Linked DNA regions of Oryctolagus cuniculus: region 1 is linked to region 2. Evidence: chromatin contacts called from public Hi-C data. All regions are on one chromosome and are shown on one strand. Each heading gives the region's core, a stretch centred on a gene start, on an enhancer-like site or on the middle of the called end of the contact. The rest is flanking DNA. Distances are from core to core; before and after follow the strand shown.

Evidence for each region. Hi-C and Micro-C count contacts between places; a contact is called where the count stands out from the background.
Region 1: a contact with region 2 is called in a Hi-C map of psoas muscle, with 8 times the contacts expected there. The contact joins the promoter of RGS4 here to the enhancer-like site in region 2. A contact is called at or near these places in 4 of 6 Hi-C or Micro-C datasets (ear pinna, embryonic fibroblasts, psoas muscle and 1 more).

The regions. Positions count from the first base shown.
Region 1 is chr7:35,610,866-35,616,170 of mOryCun1.1, forward strand. RGS4 (regulator of G protein signaling 4) reads right to left here and starts at 3,515. Exons shown (of 5, transcript NM_001082214.1): 1 at 3,352-3,515; 2 at 511-615; 3 at 129-190. The coding sequence starts at 3,395.
Region 2 is chr7:35,484,780-35,489,799 of mOryCun1.1, forward strand. The region is part of intron 1 of RGS5 (regulator of G protein signaling 5); the gene reads left to right. Among named protein-coding and RNA genes, the nearest start is that of RGS5, 31 kb to the left of the region's middle. Within about 2 kb of position 3,057, at least 1 of the 8 cell types and tissues checked has an H3K27ac peak or open chromatin away from gene starts, as enhancers often do.

The DNA of each region.
Region 1 (5,305 bases), core at 2,265-4,764, 130 kb after region 2:
TTGGAAATCACAATGAACCTTGTTCTTTCTGCAGTTCCTATGAGGCCAGCATAATATGAGATAACCTGCCTCCTCCACAGTGCCTTTAACCTCATCCCATGAGCGGGATAAAAAACCGTCAGACTTACATTCATGGTTAATCAGGTTTTCCAGTGATTCGGCCCATTTCTTGACTTCCTCTTGACTCACCCTAGAGACATTACAGAGAAAAAAAATAGTTTGAATTTATGATACAAAAAACTGGGGCAAGCAATCTAAGACTTAATAAAATGTAGAGATTTTATTTTTTATCATCATGAACAGCTCTATTATTGATTAGATCATGTTTTTTTTTTTTCAGTAAATATGTGGGAAAAAATCTCCAATGTAGTTATGATTTCCATGAACATGGGGGCCATCTTGATCCAAATCTGGCTTAACTAGGGGCATACTTTCCTTCTTTTCTTATACAACTCTCTAAACTCAGATAGTTAAAACTCAATGGGCTTTCATCCAGGCCATTTCTCTTACCTCTGGCAAACAACCACTTTGTCCTTCTTGCTGTGGGAGGAATTATGTTCACAGGAATCTGACTTCTGCAGCAGGAAACCCAACCGATGCTTCATATCTTTTGCACTGCACAGAAGAGGAAAGCAAGGGAATTAACGATGGTAACCACCTGTCTTAAGACACCTAGTGGTAGGCTTGAAGAATTCATTAGTAGCATATAGTGCAGAGACAGTTAATTTAGGGAATAGGAGATGAAGTTGGCATTAATTCTCAGGAAAGCAACACTTGTTTCTGCCAATGAGTTAATGCACAACCTTGAGATGAGAGTCATAACACTGGTTTACTTATCTATAATTGGAATTCTGACCCTTCAATCTGTCTTAGAAGCCCGTTCTGTACACATGCCATTTTGGTGCAACAATGAAACACTTGGTATCATCAATATAACCACACAAGAAGACATGACTGTTCTTTGAGTAATTTTTAGGAGTTAGAAAGCAGCAGTAACTGCAAAATTCGACACCTTTTTGCTGCACGCCCCCTTCTGGTGGTTGGTTGCTATTGTCATCTGTCTCCTTGCAGGCAGAGTAAGAAGCTCCTTTGGAAATTAAGGGTCTCTTTCTTTCCATCCAAATATGTGATGGAACAAGAAATATGTGTTATGGGGTAAATATGGAGTACATACTGAGGTGTGTAGCTTCAGAAATGGAGTGGTTAACGCAAATGCTCAGGGTGAAACCCACGTTCCTTTAGATTAGTTCTTCCAGACAATATAGTGCTGCTATTGCCTTCTTTTTTAATATTTATACACTGAAGAAGCCATCTAGAATCACTCCTGAAACTAGTGATTGCGATTGCGGGCAGAGTTTCTGGTGTATTGCCATTTCATAGGTGACCAGGCTATGTCAGTACTCCTCAGTAGCTCAAAAAGGAGGCCCAGAGATAAGCTTTTACCTCTTCTCTTACACTACCATGTTTTTGCTTGTATCTCTTACTATAAAAGCTACAAAATAGTTAAAAAGAGAAATGATTTTAAAAAGAAATGGATAGCTAAGTGTTCCTACTTGTAGGGGGGAAATAAAGGGTAAAAAGAAATTTTAGAATGGTTATTGATATACTAAAGGTTTATCTATGTCGGCTTCCCAAGAAAGTTTGAATTCCATTAGGTCCTTGGACTGCCCCCTAAATGGTATTTTCTCTTCTTCACATGACTATTTGCCTTTCTCTGCTTTCTCAACTGGTGACTGCACAGGGATTGGGAAATTCTCCTTAATGATAGCAAGATATATTCCTGAAGCCTAGAGTGGTTCTAAGGTGATGGCATGAGTGTATTGTGAGTCAATGTAAATAGAAATTATTCCGTACTACCATGTGCCTCCTCTGTTTGAGATCCCATGGCTATTGACTGCCCAGTGTAGGGTCATTTCCTAATGAGTTGAGAGTATGCACAGAAAGTATCCTTTTAACGTAATAAAACAGTACAAATAAAAACGAAAATCACTTCAGAAGTCACTGGAATGAGGAACTGGATGTGATCTTCACTCACACACCCCGGGCAGTGGGAAGTCCCTCCGGAAGCTCGGGCACTGCTGGAGAAAGTGCTGGACTAGATGATTGACGTTTCCCCTGTGAGGAGGGGAAGAACAGCTACCTACTGACTGTGAGCTTAACCTTCTCAATCAGTTGCTCAGTGCCTCAAGGGCAGACCTCTAGCACAATCTCCCATCTATGAATCACTAAATATTTACTGGAGCATAACTTTTCCCTGACACTTCTGCATTTTGCATGATTAATTTTATATGTGATTTAACTGAAGCGTGGATGGTCTTGCTCTATCCAGTTAGGAAATTAATGGTGAAGGTGAGAGGTATTTATCCCATCAGTACTCTCTACCAGAACCTCCTGCTTCATTACGGAGAATATATCAATACTGTCCTGCTTCTGAATGAAAGGCAAATGGCTTCAAAACACACAAAAGATTATGCTTCTTGGAATTAACTCCAAATTGAAATGTAAGGTGATTGTTCTTTGCAGGGAGACAAGAAAAGAGGTAGTACACTTGCAGATTGACTTTTTACCTTTAGCTGCAAGATTAAGTGATGTAATACGCTCTCATTTTGTATTTTACTTTCAACTGATGAATATCTAGCATTTTCTGAAATCATCTACTTACGCCTATTTAAAAAGACAGAAGAGTAGCTATATATTTTTAAGTCTTTGTTTTTATATTGACAAAACAATCTCTTTAGGATGAGCTCTTCTACAGAACCCTCAGATGACTTGTTATAATCAATACTCCTTAACTACCACTCACATAAGACACTTTAAGAATGAGAGATAAGAACAGAGAAAAAAAGAGACATGTAGCATAGAAACTATTTCATTGTGACATTTGTTTATGAGAATATAGAACGATACTGTAGCCCCAACAGAAAGCATTGTGGCTTTCTGATGATGTAGCACAAGTTCATTCCGAGGTGTCCTCCCCTAAATGAATTTCAGAGAGTCACAGTGCTTGCAATTATCCAGGTATGCTCACATAATGGAGGTGATCACAGATACAGCAAGTAGAGTCAACACCTCATATGATTCTTAATCAGCACTAGCTTAGTTAGAGGACTTGGCTAAAAGATCACAACAGTTTTCAAAACTGAGGTCACATGAAACAACACACTAATATCAGAATTTGGGAAGCACAGTTCTTAAGTCACAAATCAAGTTATTCTTGGAGAAAATCCAGGGAAATATTCTCCCCTGATCAGACTGCTACTCCAAAGAACCAGGTTAGTAAACACAACTAGCAAGTAACTGAGAAAGTCTGTCCAAAAGTTGAACGTAGTTAGTAGCTGAAAACAATCTTACCTCCTCAAGCAGGAAGCCGGCAGACCTGCAAGCCCTTTGCACATCTTGTCTAACAGCGTGGGATTCGCCGAGGAGGAAAGAAACGCAGCAGGAGGAGCTGTGGCCTCTGTTTTGCTCAAGCTTCGGTTTCACTCCTGCAAAGATGCTGCCAGAATCCTGAGCTTCTCCTTTCCAGGCCTGTAGGGGTCTCTTTTATAGCCCGGCCACGAGCGACGAGCCAATCAGATAACAGCTCTGCGGTACCAGCGCCTGTCTCCTCTGCCTCTCCAGCCCCTGGAAGGCAGGAGGAAGAAAGGACTTACGCATCAGCCATGCAAAATGGACAAGCTGGGAAAATCCTCTTCCAAAATAGACATACATGAAAAAAGTGACTCAATATCTCTACAAATGTCTGTGATTTTTAACTTCTAGAGACGGGAAAAATAAAAGTCTACAGTGTTGGAAAATATGGGAGTTTATTCTTTTGTCTGTAAAAACAGTATCAGGGACAACATTGCCTCCGGAACGGAAAGGTGCCAGTAGGAATTCTAAGGCACACTTTGGGGGTTGAATCTCAACACACTTTCTCTTTTGGATGAGAAACATCACATTGTATGTGACCCAATATTTGACCTGCTCGATTTCCAAAAGGCAGGTGGGAGGATCATCGTCTCCGAGAGATGATTTCTCCATTGCAAGACACACGGAGGTGTGGGGAGAAATAGCTAAATGGCAGACAGGAATATGCCTGGCAGCATAGAAAAGCTGGCCCAGGAGAAATAGATTTGCTGCATCTGTCATCAAACTGACTGTAGAATACTTTGCTCCAATTCTTATTAAGAACAGAATTCAGCCCAGCACTGACAATTTCTCCTGTACATGCTTGCCTCCTGCAAAAAGCCTCAAATAGCAGCCTGAGGTCCAGGGCAGCAAGGAGATGAATAAATATAGATACTGATTCTTGTTAGCAACTGTGTTCATGTCTTATGTAATTCTAAGCTTCTAAATTGGTATTTCAAGAGGAAGAAAGGGAGGGAGAGAAGGAAAGACAGAGAAAGAGAAATGCTCCAGAGAGCAGGCAGGCAGAAAAATATGGTTTGCTTTGCCTATTACCTGGCTTCAGGGTTAGCATAAGAATATTCTGCCCTGCAGGTACTTCTGAACACCGAGACTATTAGTATCTTTTGCATGTAATATCATAGACTGAATATTTTAAAGAATCATGCAGGTGTTTCGTATCTTACAATCATAGCTCATGTACACTAGAACTGCAGAGAGTGCTTCTTTGTATCTGAAAGCTGTGAGTACAAGGGGGAAATTAAATACCAAGTCTGACCCAGACAGCTCTCATTTTGAAAGCAGGTAGATTTCTGACCGCAAGCTACAGGGAGCTGTGCTTTACTTAGAAGAAACAGAGATATCAAGTAGTTCAGGTGGGAAAGATGAAAAATAGATGGGAGCCAGTAGAATGCAAAGAGAGTGCGAAGACAGAATGCAAAATGGAAAAGAGCTGTACCTGTATGTCCCCCTTCCCCCATTCATGCCCTTGAAAATCTCAAGCTGCCTCCACTCCCCCTCCCCAGCTAGCAAAGAGATGGTAAACAAACATAAAAAGGCTAAGGACTATAATCTTCAGAGGATGCATTTAGATGGTAGGAAAAAGCTTTGGCCTTCATGCAGGAAGACAAGAGAACATTTATTAGATTAGCTACTGGACAACTTTTCCTTGAGTTATAACACAAAACAAATGAAAGTTGGCAGCCATTCGTGGTGATAATGTGGAAAAAACTGCAGTGTCACATGAATTAAGAGAGCTCGTAAGACCTAGAAAGATGGACCCAGGGATATGAGTCAGGCAAAATTAGCATCAGACAGGAGAGACTAATTAAAAGGGAGAAACGGTTACTCAAAGATGGATCAGGGCTTCTCTGCTTACCTGGGTGCCCAGATGATTTGATTTTCGGACAATGAGTGA
Region 2 (5,020 bases), core at 1,807-4,306:
ACAAGGGATTTGAAAACATACAGCAGTGCGTGGTACATGGCAGACATTCAATAAACCTATCTTTAATTTATTGAGTAAGGAAATGAACAAAAGGAGAAGGTACACAGGCCAAGTGGTTTCACCGTGATCCTATGAAATAAATCATCCTATTTAAGCAAGTACCCTGGTAGAGTCCCCAGTCTTTTCTTTCAAAGATTCTTTTAAATTTATTTTTACTTATTCTAAATACAGGGACAGGTGCTGGTGCTGTGGTGTAGCCAGTAAACTCTGCCTGCCGTGCCAGCATTCCATATGGGTGCTGGTTCGAGTCCTGGCTGCTCCACTTCTTATCCAGCTCTCTGCTGATAGCCTGGAATAACAAAAGATGGCTCAAGTGCTTAGGCCCCTGCACCCACTTGGGAGACCCAGAAAAGCTCCTGGCTCCTAGCTTCAGACAGTCCCAGCTCCAGCTGTTTTGGTCATTTGTGGAGTGAACCACTGGATGAAAGATCTCTTTCTCTCTCTGTTTCTCTCTCTCTCTCTGCCTCTGTCTCTCTGTGATTTGGCCTTTCAAATAAATAATAAATAAATATTTTTTTAAAAAAGACAGAGATAAAGACAGAAAAAGCAGAGAGAGAGAGAGAGAGAGAGAGAGAGAGAAAGCAAGCACACTCTTATTGCTAGTTTACTCCTCAAATGCTCCAAACTCCAGAGTTGGACCAAATCTAAGCCAGGACTCCAGAACTCAGTGAGGCTCTTCCACATGGGTGGCAGGAACCCAAGTCCTTGAGTTTCTTCCCAGGAGGCTGACTAGCAAGAAGCTGGAATTCGAAGTGGAGTAGCTGGGACTCAAACCCAGGCTCTCTGATACAGGATTCACCCATTGCAAGAGGAAGCTTAACCACTGTTCCAAACATCTGCCCCTCAAGTCTTTTCTTGTAAGTTGCCTGTGAATGGCTCTGACTGACAATAAATAATCTGGGTTAAGAGCTGGCACAACAAGGAATCACTATTTTTAAGAGAAATTACTTTCAAATAAATTAATAAATCTAAAAATAAGGGAGGGGGTTGCTGGTACTGAGGAGTAGCAGGTAAAGCCACTGCCTGCAGTGCTGTCATCCCATATCAGTGCTGGTTCAAGTCCCAGCCGCCCAACTTCCAATCCAGCTCTCTGCTATGGCCTGGGAAAGCAGTGGAAGATGGTCCAAGTGCTTGGGCCCCTGCATGCACGTGGGAGACCGAGAAGAAGCTCCTGGCTCCTGGCTTTGGATCGGCGTAGCTACAGCCATCACAGCCGTCTGGGGAGTGAATCAGCAGATGGAAGACCTCTCTCTTTCTGCCTCTAACTCTTCCTTTCAAGTAAATAAATAAATATAAAAAAAGAATTTATTGCAAGGAAATATAAGAGCTGAAAAGTTGTAACAGATAAACGTGCTTTCTATGATGTACTTTTATTAAAAATATTTATTTATTTGAAAGTCAGAGTTTCAGAGAGAGCAGGAGAGAAAGAATGAGAGATCTTCCATCTGCTGATTCATTCCCCAGATGGCTGCAATGGCCAGATTGGGGCAGGTCAAAGCCAGGAGCCAGGAGCTTCTTCCAGATCTCCCACATGGGTGGCAGGGGCATATACCTCGGGCTATCTTCTGCTGGGATTAGCAAAGAGCTGGACATCAACCAGCTTCTAAATGGGACACGGGCACTGCAGGCAGCAGCATTACCCACTACGCCACACACCTTTTCCACATTTGATGTCCTTGACATCAATTCCATCTTTTCAGCCATCTTATAGTTTGAGTGGTTTATGATGGATTAATCATTAATTGAGCAAAAGCCTTAAGCACTACTGCAGAATGATTTGCTTGTGATTGGAAACAGCTGTTACTTCTGAAGTCTTATAATACATTAATACTAGTAATAGCAAATATTTTTTCTTTTTCTTTTTTTTTTTTTTTTTTGACAGGCAGAGTGGACAGAGAGAGAGACAGAGAGAAAGGTCTTCCTTTGCCGTTGGTTCACCCTCCAATGGCCAGTGCACCGCGCTGATCCAAAGGCAGGAGCCAGGTGCTTCTCCTGGTCTCCCATGGGGTGCAGGGCCTAAGCACTTGGGCCATCCTCCACTGCACTCCCGGGCCATAGCAGAGAGCTGGCCTGGAAGAGGGGCAACCGGGACAGAATCTGGCGCCCCGACCGGGACTAGAACCCGGTGTGCCGGCGCCGCTAGGTGGAGGATTAGCCTATTGAGCCGCAGCGCTGGCCTATTTTTATTTTTGACAGGCAGAGTGGACAGTGAGAGAGAGAGAGACAGAGAGAAAGGTCTTCCTTTTTCCATTGGTTCACCCCCCAGTGGCCGCTGTGGCCGGCGTACTGCAGCCAGTGCACCACGCTGATCCGTAGCCAGGAGCCAGGTGTTTCTCCTGGTCTCCCATGGGGTGCAGGGCCCAAGCACTTGGGCCATCCTCCACTGAACTCCCGGGCCATAGCAGAGAGCTGGACTGGAAGAGGAACAACCGGGATAGAATCCGGTGCCCCGACTGGGACTAGAACCCGGTGTGCTGACACTGCAGGCGGAGGATTAGCCTAGTGAGCCGCAGCGCCGGCCATGATAGCAAATATTGTTTAGTGTTTTCTTCATCTATTATTTGGACCACTGAGGAATATTTCATGTTCACTAAGCAGGGAGTCATTTTCCACAGTGTATAGTGTGTTCATTATATTAATCAGGTAATAAATTGAATCATCAAGTCACCTTGCAGCAATAGACTGCTTTTTGGTAGCTCAGCAGTGAGCTGATTTGTTTCACTCCAAACTGAAGTAGACTCATTTAGCAAAAGGGTAGTTGCCAAAGTGACAGATTCTCCTTTTACCCAAATGCCTTTCCCTGCCCTCAAGAGTTCGTCTTGACCGAGAGGACATGTTCAGAGAATCCTGATGAGAATTTCAGTTCCAGAACTGACCTGACTTTTCTAGACGTGCCCTTACACTCCGCTGAGGGCTTTCGAAATCACTTAGTACGTTTTTCTCTCATGAGTCAACTGCGAGTAACAAACTCTATTGATCTTAAGTTTAAGTGAGAAGTTACCTGGCAGGTTTTCCTGGTCTTCAACCCGATGACTCCGTTTCGCTGAGCCCAGGGCAGTGCACACTGTCTGGGCTCCCATCTCTGCCGCTGTCTATGCTGTTCAGAGTTCTGGGCAGAACTCAGAACTATGCCTCACCCTGGCTTGTGGATCTGGTTGACCCCACACTCTCAAACTCTGGTGAGTGGTGCCTAACAAGTGTTTTAGAAACCTGTACTCTTCTTGTAAATTATCACATTTTTAGGAATCAAGAAATGACTTTTTGTTATATGTAGAAACAAGCATCTTAGGGTTTCTTCAAAGAAGGAAGCCGAAGCAGCCTGTAACAGATAAGACAAATGCTCATGCCTTCCCACGTCCAGCAGGGGGCATCTGCAACACAGATTTCAGTCGGATTTAATTTAAATTGCCCAAGCCTTTGACGGGACACCTCTTTGGGAAATGTGTTGTAAAAAGTGTGCCCTGTGGTTCCCAACTGTCCTCCCGCTCTCCTTCCTTCTCGGCTACTTGTGGCATGCCCACAGTCTATAGTTAACCTACCTGTGATTGCCAAAAGTCTCCCGAGCCTAGTTCCAGACTACCCCTCGGAAGTCCTACTGTTTCTCCAAAATCCTGATAAACTATGGGCTCATAACTGATCCTTTGCAAATTGCTAGTGATTGCAATTAACCTTCATGCCTCTCCTTGTTAGAATATGTCCTCTATGGTGCGAGGAACTGACTGCACGCTCAGTCTGAACCCTAATTGTCTATTTTCAATCTCATTGAAATACAGAAATTGAATTGTTACTTTATGGTATCCTAGTGTTTAATGGCTTTACCTCTCTCCAGTGACCCAAATTAGAGATTTCCTACTTCTCAATTTTGCATTTTGGGCCACAGTCAATGTTTCACCCCATGTCAAAATGCAGTGTTACTGTAACCTACCAATTCAGTTCATCACCCGTTCATTTTCTTATGTAGCAAATGTTTATTGAATACCTGATCTTGGGTTAAGTGCTGAGGCTATAACTGTGAACAAACAATAGTTACCTGCTTTTAGGAACCTGAGTTGATAATGAGAGAAAGAAACAATATGCAAATACACATACACAAATATAAATGCAAATTGGCAAGGGTCATGAAAGAAAAATACAGAGGGTTCTGAGAATAGGAGGGCTCATATAGCAGGGGCAGCTGTCAGTATATATCAGTGTCTCCCATCACAATATCATGAGCTCTTTATGTTCGTTTGTCATATCCCACCCACCTGTATCCACGATTGGAAGAATACCTGCTGAACAGTTTACATGGGCATCTGTAAGCATATCAACATCTGTCCCACGTTCATTGGTTCCAGGGGTCTCTGCAGCAAAGAATATCTTTGTAACCCTTGGAACTCCTCACGTAGATATGGTTTTCCATACAGCTTCTTGGATATAATTGTATTTTTTAAAATATTTTATTTATTTATTTATTAAAAGGCAGAAATATAGAGAGAGCCAGCCAGGGCTGGGCCAAGAAGAAACCAGGAGCCAGAAGCTTCTTCTGGGTCTCCCATATCTGTGCAGGGGTTCAAGGACTTGGGTCACCCTCTGCTGCTTTCCCAGACCATAGCAGAGAGCTGGATTAGAAAAGGAGCAGCCGGGACAGGAACCAATGCCCATATGGTATGCTGGCACTGCAGACGGAGGCTCAGTCTACTACGTCACAGTGCCAGTCCCTAGATATAATTTTATTTCTAAAAATCCAACTGTGTTTCTGTTTTTAGTGATTGCTTGTGCTGGTATTCCATACCAACCCATCTTTTTTTTAAACTTGTATTTAATAAATATAAATTCCCAAAGTACAATTTTTGGATTATAGCGGCTCCCCTCCCCCATAACCACCCTCCCACCTGCAACCATCCCATCTCCCACTCCCTCTCCCATCCCATTCTTCATCAAGATTCATTTTCAATTATCTTTATATACAGAAGATCAA